Regions from separate parts of the Gossypium hirsutum genome. Here region 2 is linked to region 1. A link is a contact called in public Hi-C data. All regions are on one chromosome and are shown on one strand. The core of a region is the stretch at or near the end of the contact, and the rest is flanking DNA. Distances in the headings are between cores, read along the strand shown. Region 1 holds the start of LOC107913681 (photosynthetic NDH subunit of lumenal location 4, chloroplastic). Region 2 holds the start of LOC107913676 (regulation of nuclear pre-mRNA domain-containing protein 1B).

Region 1 (7,134 bases), core at 1,312-3,811:
CTCGTGTGCATTTTTGGAGTGCTTGGGGAAGTCATGTTATACACACTTTGAAGTAGAAGTGTTCAAACAGTTAACCTAACCGAATTAACCAAATTTTTTAATACTTTAATCGTTAACCAAGCCGAATATTTTCAAAGAAAAATTAACCTAACCGAAATATTTCGGTTAATCTGGTCGGTTAACCAAAATTTATATGTTTTGTTTTGTTTTTTGTTAAAACAAGTATAAAACATATAAAATAAATAAATTGATAATGTTCATTTGACCAAATTATTCGAATTTACCGAATTTACCGAATTAATAACAACTTAATATATATAATATATAATATATAATATTATTTATTAAGTTCGATTAACTACCCAATTTTAAAATGGATTAACCATTAACCAAAATTCTAAATAATCTTTAATCGACCGATTAACTAAATTAAATCGGTTCAATCAATTAATTCAGTTTTACCGAAATTTATCACCCAAATGAGTATTGCTATTCAGTTGGTGCTTGTGCACACTATTTAGAGTGCTCGAGTATTTTTCATGTATTCGTTCATTGTTTCATTGGAGTACTGCTATTCACTTGGTGCTTGTGCACACTATTTAGAGTGTTCGAGTATTTTTCATGTATCCGTTCATTGTTTCATGTTCGTTAACAGGGGCGATGGTTTAGTTGTGATATGCGATGCTTTTATCGTGATGTTGATGTTTATATGTTTACTCCATTATGTTATGACTTGATTTATGCTTAGTAGTATGCTTTTCTACTTATTAAACATATATGAAATTAATGGTTTTAGTTAAGCTATAACGCCCAGATTTTTTTAAAATTGAAAAGGTCGATTTTGGATCGAAATTGTGAATCGAGCTATTTTGAAAATCAAATTGAGAGATTTTTAAAAATGAGTTTCGAGTAAAGTCGTGGGTTAGATTAATTGGTGCAATAATTATGCTTTTATTAGTGATTAATTGGTGGGTAATGAAGTAAGGATTAAATCGTAAAATTTATAAAATTATTGGGGTTAATGTGTGAATAGGAAAAAGTTAGATTTTGATTGATAAAAGGTTTTAAATGGTAATTTCCCCAAGGACTCATTCATGATAGAAATTTCTCTTTACATTTTCTCACAAACTTCTCTCTAATCTCTTAACAAATTTCAAAGGTTTTGATTCCTAACAATCAATCTTGAAAAGTAAACCTATTTTCTTTCACCATTGTATATTCCATTCAAGTCACTTAATCCTTCAAATTTTCCTGGATTTAAAATTTCAATTATAATTATTAATTTTCCATACATAGTTTTGCATTTAGAACCTATTTTGTTAAAAATAAAAATTTTATGATTTAATCCCTAAACTCTCATATTTATTTAATTGAGTCCAATAAATCTGTATTTTTTTACCGTTACTTACAAATATTAATGATAAGGCACTCCCTTCATAGTTCATACTTTTTGTCTCATTTCTCGCTTGTTGGGAAATTTGCACATTAAGCCTCTGTGCTTTTTAATTTTTCCATTTAATCCCCAAAGTGACTTTCATCAAATTAATACCCAATCCAAGTCATCTTTATGCTCCACAATCATTATTAACCCTTATTTCCTCAATTTGATTAAATGACACTAACGTCTCTAACTTTTCCAACTTTACAATTTAGTCCTATATACCAAAATCTCATATTCACAATCATTCACTCAAATTTCCTCTTTTTAAGAATCAAAACAATCCTTTAAGGCTACAATTGTAAAACTAATCTTCAAATTTTCTTCTATATTTCACTATACCAAGACTTGGAATAGTACTGGAGATTTCAGGATATTACACTATCTTCTACTATGCTCATGTTTGAGATTTAATTTTCATATATTAATTTGACATAATTTAGTCATTTACCTTTTGGTATTAGTTTGTTCAAATAATTAACATTCTTAACTATTTTGATTAAAATGATTATGTGAATTTTTTTTAAAAACCTTTCTAACACAATTTTTTTTTCGACATGATAAATTGGAATGAGACCAATAAGTATTGAGTGCAATGATAAGATATATTTTACTCCCAATAGAGGACTTAAGTTTGAATCTTAAAGATTGCATTGTTGGGAGAGGGGCAACTACAAATCCCAAAAGGATTAACCTCTATGGACCCTAGAAACGGACATGGAGGATACCTTTACTCTATATAAAAAAAAAAGATGGAACGAATGCTTTTAAGAAAAAATTTCTCCGTCGACGTTTTAACTATAATAATTAAGAGTGTCAACTATTTTGTCGAACTAATGATATTATGTAGATGAACCAAATTATGTCAAATTAAAGTATAGATACATCTTAAATTTAAACATAATAGAGATACCATAATAATAATTTAACGTAAAATAATCTACAATTAACACAATATTTAATAAAAAGTTTGAATTTTATAATAAAAATATTTTTAATTTAATTAGTATAAGTGATTATATGTTTATACAAAATCAGATTAATATATGTTAATAATAATGTTTTAAATTTAATTTGAACAAAGTACAATAACTTATAAAAATAAGTTAATCCCGGATTACTTAACATCAGTGTAATTATAAATGAAAGCCTAAATCTTATCCATATCCGACGAACAGAATTTCCTGCCAAAGTAGTTCATTTATTTTTCCTATCCGAATTCTCCGCTTAGAAAATTTTGCTTTCCAAATCCAAAGAATCATAAAAAAGGAAAAATGGCGACCTCTGCTTTAGCCATTGCAACTGCAAAGCCATTGACCCATCGTTTCTCCAACTCTAAGCACACTTCATCGCCATCCTTCTCCTGTTCTTGCTCTTCTTCCACGCCACTCCCACCTCCCAACGAACCCAAACTCTCTTTCAACTCAAAACCTGTTGCGAAACAATGTGTTTTCAATGTGGGTGTTGGGCTTTTAGCAGCTTCACTTCTTGCTTGCTCACCATTGGAGGCTGATGCCACCAGGATCGAGTATTTTGCAACTGTTGGGGAACCTCAATGTGAGCTCAACTATGCCAAATCTGGTCTTGGTTACTGTGATGTTATTGTAGGGTCTGGTGTGGAAGCTCCACGTGGAGAGCTTGTCAATGTAACTTCATCTCTTGATTTCAGATTAATTTTTTTGTTGGTTATTGGTTGATGCTACAATTAATGTTACAGCCAAGTAGATATGCACATGAATGAGGAACTCAATAGCATTACTACTTACCATGACCATATTTTAGGCTTCAAATCCAAAAGGGTAGAAACTTGCCATGGCAATTTTTTGAAGACCCAGATGTGTAAATATCGATATATTTATAATATGAATGCATTGCATGATCCATATTGACATGAGACACTGCAAAATATGTGAACATCAGATTGATCGAATTAACACTATTTTCTCTAATTTGTTCTTTGCATAGATTCACTACACTGCAAGATTTGCTGATGGGATAGTCTTTGATAGTAGCTATAAACGTGCTAGACCTCTCACCATGCGAATTGGTCTTGGCAAGGTACATTTTCCCCCATAGATTCGTCTATTGCTGATATACTACTGTCAATCTTTCCTTTCAGGTCATTAATTTAAGTTCATACCATGCCTTCATTTCAGGTCATTAAGGGATTGGACCAGGGAATTTTAGGGGGTGAAGGAGTCCCTCCTATGCTTGTTGGTACGATTCCGAGACACTGCATATTACTTTTAGCATGACTTTATTTCCTCTCATATTGTTGTAGAGTAATTGTTTATGATGTTGATTTTGACACAGGTGGAAAACGTAGGCTTCAGATTCCACCAAACTTAGCATATGGACCAGAACCTGCGGGATGCTTTTCCGGTTAGTTCCCAGATATAACTGGATGTGTTGTTAAACATTCATTGTTGTGACAATTACCTCACTAACTCCATGATCTTCTTTATTTAGGCGACTGCAACATACCTGCCAATGCAACTCTCCTATATGATATTAACTTTGTTGGCATCTACTCTGGAAATGCAAAGTGATTAAAGTGAGTTTCCTAACTAAGGCACATTTGTAGCTTAGAAGGCACATTTGTAGCTCAGCATTAACCATTCAAACCTTTATACGCCCCTTTCTTTTATAACTCTTGGCTCAATGAAAGAAGATGATGATGCCACCATATGTTAGCCAGTCTCGAAATGAGTTTCCTGCACTTTGCTGAAGATATACATACATACATACACAAATATATGTATATATGAATGATTAGTTGCGTGTTTTAATGAAGTTGAAGGATGTTTCAGGTGATGGTCCCTCCAATCTGATACTTTTTGACAGGTACCTGTTGGTGGAACACTTTGACCAACTAAATGATTTATCCAAATAGTTCGGTGTCTACCAAACAAGCTCCTAAAGACTATGTTCCATGCTACCATATTATTTTCTTTGGAGTTAGGCCTTTGTTTCTTTATATAATATATATATATTCTGTTTCTTGTGTGCAAATGGCATCCAATTTTAAAGGCAAACAGATACTTGGTGAAGGGCTAAAATTATATTTCTACAAACTTCATTTGGTAGACATTTTTGTAATATTCAAGCTCAACAATCCGAGGTTAAGCCCTTTCAATATGGAGTTGGGAAAATGTTGACCCTGAATTTTGTTTTGGGCCGGGCTAACATTGAATTAGCTCGAGTATAAAGATCCTATGTTTGGACAGAACTACAATAAGGGTGGAAATTTTATGTAATAAATTTGTGAAAGTTGATAAAAATAATTAAACTTGGTTTGAGTTAAGATGGTAAAAGTAGGATGATAAAAATTATATAATGCTTTGGGATTCAACCTCGTCATGTTTAAGTATATTTTTTTAGATTTTAAGGGTGGGGGTATTTATTGCTTAATAGGGGGGGGGGGTAACTTCATGACTATTTGGATCTGCTTATAGCTGACACCAAACTCAGTAAGCCTTAATGTAAATATTAATAAATTTAATCATTTTCAAAATAAATATTAAGAATGAATGTAGCAAAAATAAGTTATAGGTAAATTTACAAATCACCCAATCATTAGCACGTTTTATTTTGGTCATTCAATTAAAAAATATTTTTAACTTAAGCTCTAACATTTTCAATCGGTTCTATTTTGTTTACCCATTATAAAAATTTTCAATTTAGGCAATAACATTTTTAATTGTGTCTATTTTGGTCACCTTTCGTTAACAATTTAAAAGAAGTGATGATGTGACTTTTATAAATGAGTATAATTACATATTTAGTCTTCAGCACTTATGCATTCTAACAATTTTGTCTTAATTTTAAACAATTCAATTAATTAAACTTTCATATTTATAAATTTTATCAAATTGGTTTTAAAAACATATTAATCATAAATAGGAATTATAGATTTCTTCAACCCTGAATCACAATACTTATCTGCTATACATGTTTGCCCCTCCTGTTCTAATATATAACAATTAACATTCACTAGTATAATTGAGTTATTGAAATTGGAATTTTGTAGATATAGTATACAACAAGGGAGGAGTACAAAAGAGAGTAGGGCGATTGTTATGAAAGCTGATTCACCGAGTCGGGACAGAGAGTCGGAGGTTATGAAGAATGGAGATGAAGAGAACATAGAAGCTAAGAGCTGTTGATGGAGTATAGGCTAAGAGCTGGTGACGGAGTATAGGCTTAGTATTCTTAAATAATAAATTATATAAATTTTTAAAATTGTAATTATAAAATTTACTATTTTATTCTATCATGAATTATTTATTTGTTTTTATAATTAATTAATTATTTTTATATATCATTTACTATTATTTTATCGTAATATTTTTAATATGTATTTTATAAATTAGGATAAATTATATAAATGGTCAACCAACTATTATTGTATTATATTTTGGTCACTTAATTATAAAAAAGTTCAATTTAGGCATTAATGTTTTCAATTGTTTCTGTTTAGGTCGTGGCCTTTTTTAAATTCTATCAAAAACACAGATTTCCAATGGGATGAAGAATATGTCGTATTCATTACAATTTCATGGCTGTTATGAAGCATCCCATACATCATCATCATCATAGTTGTTTGTAGCTTATTTGAAGATATATATCATTGTGATTTCCCTTTTTTTGGTTTCTCTTTAACAAAGAAAACCTTGAGTAATAATCATCATTAACTAGCTGAGGTAAACTTGCCTTTTTAAATCCACAGTGAAGTAATTACTTATTTCCTCCATTGCCACCTTTAATGTCCTTATATATAAAGAGAAACTGAATTAGGGAAAAAAAAAGGAAATTTCAGAGGAACAGACCCTAAAACCAACCTAATGCAGGCAAGTGCTTTTTTATGTATCGTTTTTCTCTTATTTTTCTTCTTTGGGCAAGGCATGAAAAGGAAACTAACAGAGATTTTACAATCTTATTTGCAGTCGATTACCATTTTGATCATTCCCGGTCTCTGTTTTGGTTTTTGCTATGCTCTCAAGGTAAATGCCCTTCCATTGAAATTAAAATGTGTTAACCCTATCTATATCGAAACACTTGAGAAGTTAAAAAAGCGTCCGAACAGTAAGCTTGCCACCAACAAGTCAGGTGGTCAGCTGAGAGTTTACCATTCCGAGATGACCATCCGAACATTGGATGACCTAATCTTCATCAGAACTTACAATTAAATTCTTAGAATTAATGGTTAAATATAAAATTGGTAATTGAACTTGTCTACTTCTCCCAGATTGATATTTATGGTTTTTTTTGTCCTAGATTGATACTCAAACATTTTTTCTGTGTACTATATTGGTACCCGAATCTAACACTGTTACTTTTTTGTTGGCATGGCAGTGCTAGCCACTCGTTTCTTTTTCTTTTCTTTCTCGTTTTCTCTCTTTTTACTTTTCTTCCTTATTTTTTCCTACCCTAACTGCCCTGCTTTTACATCGATGGCCAACAACCAACAACGACCACCGTCCGACCTTCTTTGGTATGCTAATACTGCTAATGAGATTAATGTTGCGTTGAAATTGAAGTTTGCTTGGAGATCTTAAGATTTGAGTTTTAAGGTGGAAAATGAATGGTGTTGGTGAAAAAGAAAAATAAGAACGAATCTGAATAAGAAGAAAAAAAGTTTTTTTACCCAAATAATATGAAATAATAAAATAAATATTGAAATAGAATAAGCACCC
Region 2 (7,134 bases), core at 3,084-5,583, 240 kb after region 1:
TTTGACTAATAAACTGTACTAATTGGACTGACCAAAAATTCTACAAAAATTCTACCATATAGGTATATGAGTCTAGTTCTAGGGAAAATTTACGGAACTGGATTTCGAGTTTCAAAACTCAAGATATGATTTTTAAAGCGACTAGTACGCAGATTGGCAGCTTGTCTGGGAAATGTCAAATAAGTGGTTTGAAGTCTGTTAACACCTCGTGTTCGACTCCGGCGACGGTCTCGGGTTCGGGGTGTTACAATTTTCATTTGTTAGACGGAGATATGTTTATGGTCGAGACGAATTAATTCCCCAATCATAGCTAACACGATCAAATATCTTAGAAATCATAAAAAAATACTAATTTAGAAAAAAAATTAAAGGAAATAGTTAATTAAAGAGAGGTTTGAGAAATTTAGGGAGAAATTTAAGAGCTTTTTTGAGAATTTTGGAAGAAATGTTTGTGTGAAAAAAATAGGAGGGGTTTTGTAGGTTTTTTTTTTTACCATTGGACCCCCAACGGTCATTTAAAATTTTGACCGTTGGGGGTAAAAAATACGAGCTAAAATGCGTCCCTAAGGGAGCACTTTTGCCATGTTAGCAAAGCGCATCCATGTCAGCACGTTTTTTGCTGACATGGCAAAAGCGCTCCCTTAGGGACTCGTTTTGCTGAAATTTTCCCTTAAAACGCTCTTACATGAATGCGTTTTAGTATTTTCGGCCCATTCTAGTAAATAATAAATAAAGTGGTCCATTTCTGTAAAGAAAGTAGGAAATTGGCCTTTCTTAGTAAAATGGTCACGTCTAAATATTGCTAATTCAATTATTTTTAATCTTTTTTTTACTTAATTTTGATAGAAAATATGGCTATTATGGTTACAACTTACGTTCCAATTAGAAAACACTCTCAACATCGTCGAGTTAAGATGTAAGTTTGAATAATTGTTAAAGTACAAAATGAAATTAGATAATGCTAATATTATGCAACACATTCCGAGTGTTAATAAGCAAAATACAAGATTTGGAATAGATGCTCGTATGTTTGCAAGAAAAAAGAATTTTTATATAATATTAGCATAATTCTTAATAAAGAAATACTTAAAGAAATGTGGAACACTGATAGGAGAAAGATTAAATATTCAAATTTAATAATTAATTTGGCATTATCATATACAATATAAAAGAAGGAACACAAATAACTATAAAAATAAAGAGTTCTATACGTTAGTTTTTCGAGTTTCGAAATACTTCATTTTTTTAGTTATACGTAAAGTAATTCTCAATTTTTAGAATTAAATTTTAATAATAAGTTATATTAATTAAATAAATACAATAAAGCAAATATTATTTTAATTTCCATTTGGTTTTTTAAGAAAAAATATTATTTTAGCTTATTTTAACTAAGAAAAAAATAATAATTTAATCTTTGATAAAAACATAATTTATTGTACCACTATTTTGTTTTTAATAATTTATAATATTAAAATTAAACAACGTTAAAAATAATATAATTAAATAACATATAACTTCAATGATTACAAAATTGATAGAATATCATTATATTAATTTTCTAACTTTGATATTGATTTTTATAAATATTTAAACTTGAATTAAAAAAGTCTGGGTAAAATATACTTTCGATCTCTCTAGATAGCGTTGTTTCTATTTTGATCACTCTAATTTTTTTGTCAATTTAGCCACTCTAATTAAGATAATTGTTTGAATTAGTCAATGTCGTTAAAAATTATGTTAATCTACTAATAGATTGTTAACATGACATTTTTTTACTTTTGACTAAAGTTAGGGACCTCTCCATAATTAGTCCAAAATATTTTTTTTTTGTTTATTTTCCTCATGAATATTTCTATGGTAACTTTATCAACATTTGAATCATATTTAAGAAGAGAGAATCTAACAATAACGACGATGAATCATGATCGTGACCTCACCCTTTTCTATGAGCCTACTTGCCATCATAACACTACCAGCCAACCTTTTTTATGTTGAAACATCTAAAATTTATCCGTGATCTATTTTTATTATTGAAAATTTTTTTTTCTGGGTTGTTGAGAAACTAAGGGAAAGATGAAACTCAAATTGAGTTCTAAACTTGTTTTAGTCTTATCCAAACAAGTGAATTAGCTTCTTAAGAAAAAACGGAAAAATGAAAATCCTAACATCAGAATTCAATTAAAAAAAGGAAAATGAAAAAAATCGCTTCACGTCTATACTTTAAGGAGTAGATTTGAGTTTAGAAAGTTTTTTTTTTTCTTTTTAAGTAAAAAAGTAATATTTCTGGTAATTTGTTTGGTAAATTTTCTACATTTCCTACAAATTTGATGGTTGGTGGCTACTTTATTATTCATCATAGTACCCTTTTATCGAAGAACTTTTTGATATAAGGTTATGGTGGAAATTTTATAAGCTTGGTTAAAAATATATAAAAAAATGGAGCTTGATTGGTTATTTGATATGAATTATTTTGGTTTTTTTTTTGTTAATAAATGATGCGTTAATAACATCAATTTTATAAAAAAATTTAGCCTGATCGTGATAGTCGGGGGTGGTAGGCTAGCAAGTGGGCTCATCGGAAAGGGTGGGGTCATGGTCATAGTTTGCCATCGTCGTTGTTGGATCCTCTCTTTTTAAAGAGGATTCAAATGTTGATGATGCCACAATTGAAATCTCTATGTTGTAAATAAACCCAAAAAAATATTTTGAACTAATTATAGAGAGGTCCCTAGTTTTAGTCAAAAGTAAAAAAAAAAATGTCAAGTCAGTAATCCATTAGTGGGTTAATGTCATTTTTAACGATAGTGACCAATTCGAACAATTATTTTAATTAGAGTGACTAAATTGACAAAAAAAAATTAGAGTGATCAAAATAGAAGCAACACTATTTTAGAGTGGCTTAATGTAGTTTACCCAAAAATTAATATTATCAATTTAAATAGTATTTTTCTCGAGTTATTTTATAGAAAGCACATATATACCACCTTTAAAAAGTATTGTTTTTAATATTATCAAGTGTAAATAAAATGATCTAAAAAATTGTTCGAAGTAATTATATTCAAACGAATAAAATGCATTTACACTTATAATCATTTTTATTTATAAAGATAATTTTTATTTGTCATCTAAAATATACACAAAATATTATTATAATGTTACAAAAATTAGTAGAAATATACTCGCCAATGTAAATACTTTAATATTTTCAATTAAGTAATTTTTTAATTGAACAAAAAATTACAACTTCTTTTACCTTGATTTTTAAATAATTGTCATAAATTAGATATTGAGTTTTCAATTTTTATATAAATATGTAATTATAACTAATATATATTCAAATGGGTCCTTAGCTCGATTGGTGTGGGCATTGTTGTAAAAAAGATGTGGATTTGAGTGTACTGAAGCACATTATCCTCATATTTATGGGTTGAGAGGGGAAATGGGTAGTTCTAAATATTCTATAAAAAAGAACAAATATTTTTCCTTTTTTATCTAATAAATTTTCTATATCTGATCTATATTTATTTTATTATTTTCAATCCAATATTTAAATTTATTAAATGATAAACCAATTATGTGCAAATTAAATATTCAACCATTTGATGGCAATAATAATTGCTTTTTATTTTATTTTATTTGGATAAGTATTTGTAATTATATTCAATTGGATCTATTTTGAAAAGAAAATATAAATAGTATTTAATGAGTTATTAATGGTTTAAATTATTTTCTTTACTTTCAATTATAAATAATAATTTTCATAGATTAAGTTTTAACTAAAAGATAATTGAAATATCTCAAAGAAAAAATAATGATAATTTTTAAATATTAAAAATTTAGATAAATATTTTAAAAACCATTTCCGTAATGAATCAATAATATTTCTTGAAACTTAAGAACAAATATTTGGATTGAAATAAGAATATGGATAACATCACACTTTTACCTTAGTTATCAATAATCATGTTTTAAAAATTAAATTTATATATTATTATGTTTTAATTTTGAATTTTTTTTTTGAAAAATAGTTACAGATTGGGCTTTATTATTGAATTCAAAAGTTATAGAAAATAAATTCTGAACCAGACCAGGCCCGATTGGAATTTTGACCTCATCACCAAAACAAAACAGTAAAAAAAATGAATAGCTGAAACGCCAATAACTACTCCTATGAAATCCTAAAAAGCAGCATAACTGAACCTTCTGGAAGCCATTAATGCTGCTATACAATCTTTCCCAATCAGCATCATAACTTTCAATCGTCTTGTCCCTTCACCTGCCTTATCTTCTTCAAGACGAAATCATACTCCCGAGGAAACCCCATTTTCTGTCTTTGCTTTACCTGCCTCCGCTCGATTTACCCATTTCATTTTCATCCCTTTCATTCATTCCGGTTCTCCCACTCCATCCCTTTTCTCTCTTATCTTCTGCATATTCAGGGACTCCCTCAACTAGGTATATTATTCTTTTATCCCTCAGCATTGCTTTTGCTATCGTATGCGCAAGACTGTTAACTGCTCTTGGAACATGTTCAAATCTGCATTCCTGGAATCTTGATTGTAGCTTATGAATATCACTGATGTAGGCACATACTTGTGATTTATCTGGGATATTAGATCTGCATTTCTTTATTATCGATAATGAATCTCCTTCAATAATGATTTTTCTCCATTTCATTTCTTTACCAATTTTGATCGCTTTCCGGCTCGCGAGCGCCTCGGCCGCAAAAGGAGATGCCACCTGTTGATATATCATCAAGCATGAGAGCAAAACCTTGCCTTCGTTGTTTCTAGCCACAATCCCCACAGCCGATTGCTTACTCTTTCCATCATATGATGCATCAAAGTTTATCTTCACAATCTGATCAGGTGGCTTCTTCCATTTGCTTGTCAATTTATATGATTGTGCTTTACTTTTTCCTATCCCGTCCAACTCTGTTATGTAGCTACTAACGAATCGGCCTATTTCTTTTCCAGATTTGCTCACTTTATTATGCACTCTGTTATTTCTATCTCCCCATATAGCCCATAATGCACAGCAAAATATCCTACACTAAGATTCCGAGTTCTTTGCAAAAACTCCGGTAAGCCACTCTGCAAACTCCAACTGTCTTTCGTGCACCAAAACATTACATGGTAATTCCTTCCATACTGATTTTGACACAGGGCATTCGCAAAAAAGGTGATTCATACTCTCTGTTCCGACTCCACATCGTGGGCACACTATTGTGTTTATTAGTTTTTTCTGAAGTAGATTAACCCGTGTAGCTAGGAAATTCCACGATATCTTCCAGATTGTAATTTTGATTTTTAAGGGAAGATTCAATAGCCATAATTTTTAGTAAAATTCCTTGTAGCCTTCTTGTAAAGCATAAGCTCTAGGATCATCCTCGATATTCTGTAATAGTTTATAGGAGCTACGAACTGTGAATTTGCCCGACGCCTCAGCACTCCAGACCCGGAAGTCATCATGAGGATCCTCTGCCAGTGGAATACCAATAATCTTCTCAGCTAAATCCTCCGGAAAGGTAGAAATTATCAACTCTTCCTTCCATGTTCTATTATTTTGATTGATTAGATCGGCAACTTTACAATCATTCAAATTTGTGACTATAGCTGATAATCTGTTTCTTCCCACATCGGGGATCCAATTGTCGCAACCAACTGTAATTTGTTCTCCCCTTCCTACTCTCCAGCACATACCTTCCCTTAAAATACCCTTTGTAGCCCAAATACTTTTCCACGTATACAAAGCATTGTTCCAAACATGAGTCAAGGAAATTATTATTCGAAAATATTTTACTTTTAAAACTTGAGCTAATAATGAATCTGGATAGTTCAATATTCTCCAACCCTGTTTAGCTAATAATGAGACGTTAAATTTAGCCATATCTCTGAATCTCAAACCCCTTTCTCCTTTTGACCGGCACAAGTAAGTCCATTTACACCAATGAATTCCTCTTCTCCCATGACTCTTTGCCACCAGAACTTAGCAAAAACGCCTTCTATATCTCTGCAAAATGACTTAGGTAATAAAAAACAAGACATTGCATATGTTGCAATAGCTTGTAGGACCGACTTCAAAAATACTTCCTTGCCTCCTTGCGACAACATTCTGGTGCTCCACCCGTCGATTCTACTGTAAATTTTCTCTGTGATATTGAAAAGATTCCTTTTTCCGTCTGCCCACCACATTCGGAAGTCCTAGATATCTTTCCATATTTGTTGAGGTTCTTATCCCCATAATTGCCGAGACTTTGTTCTTTTTGTCTTCTGTAGTATTAGTGCTGAAAAAGATTGTAGATTTGTTAAAATTAACACATTGACCGAAACTTTTACCATATTCTTTCAAAATTTCTTTGAGCACCGTTGCCCCCTTCTTGTTGCTTCCCCAAACAAAATACAATCATTTGCAAAGAGTAGATGTGTAATTTCCGGGCCTCTCCTACTTTCCTTTGCTCCTTGTAACAACCTTTCCTTCGATGCCAGTCTCATCAAGGCTGATAACCCATCACTGCACATTAAAAAGAGAAAAGGGCTCAAAGGATCTCCTTGTCGCAATCCTCTTGTTGGCTTAAAACTTCGCCCATAACCTCCATTAGTATTCACAACATAGGACGTAGTAGAAATGCATTTCATGACCAACTCTACCCATTCTATATCAAAACCCATACATAACATGACTTCTTTTAAATAACCTCATTCAGCCCTGTCATAGGCTTTACTCATATCAAGCTTTATGGCCATATATCCTTTTTTCCCTCTTCGTTTTTGTCTAAATGTATGCAGAATCTCATAGATAAGTAGCACATTATCTGTAATTAGCCTTCTTGGGACGAACGCACTTTAAGATGCATCAATACACCTTCCAATACCGATTTGAAGTCGATTTGCAATTGTTTTTGCCACCACTTTATAAAGGACTGAACATAAACTAATAGGTCTGAAATTGGCTAAGCTAGTAGGGTTAGAGATTTTTGGAATCAACACAATCTCTGATTGAAAGAACCAAAATTTTCACCATTATTAAGAATTCCCAGACAGAAATCAACAATTTCCTGCCAAAATTTCTGAAAGAAGATTGCTGGAAAACCATCCCGACCTGGTACTTTTGTGGGGCCCATTCCTTTCAAAG

The links. Hi-C and Micro-C count contacts between places; a contact is called where the count stands out from the background.
Region 2: a Hi-C map of leaf shows a contact between it and region 1, with 1.9 times the contacts expected there. The contact joins the promoter of LOC107913676 here to the promoter of LOC107913681 in region 1. A contact is called at or near these places in 2 of 34 Hi-C or Micro-C datasets (both in leaf).

The regions. Positions count from the first base shown.
Region 1 is chrD11:38,350,442-38,357,575 of Gossypium_hirsutum_v2.1, forward strand. LOC107913681 (photosynthetic NDH subunit of lumenal location 4, chloroplastic) reads left to right here and starts at 2,562. Exons shown (of 6, transcript XM_016842337.2): 1 at 2,562-3,084; 2 at 3,404-3,496; 3 at 3,595-3,655; 4 at 3,752-3,820; 5 at 3,908-3,992; 6 at 4,249-4,574. The coding sequence starts at 2,713. The coding sequence ends at 3,987.
Region 2 is chrD11:38,588,980-38,596,113 of Gossypium_hirsutum_v2.1, forward strand. It overlaps LOC107913676 (regulation of nuclear pre-mRNA domain-containing protein 1B), which reads left to right and starts at 4,334. Exons shown (of 8, transcript XM_016842331.2): 1 at 4,334-4,868; 2 at 4,977-5,083; 3 at 5,166-5,527.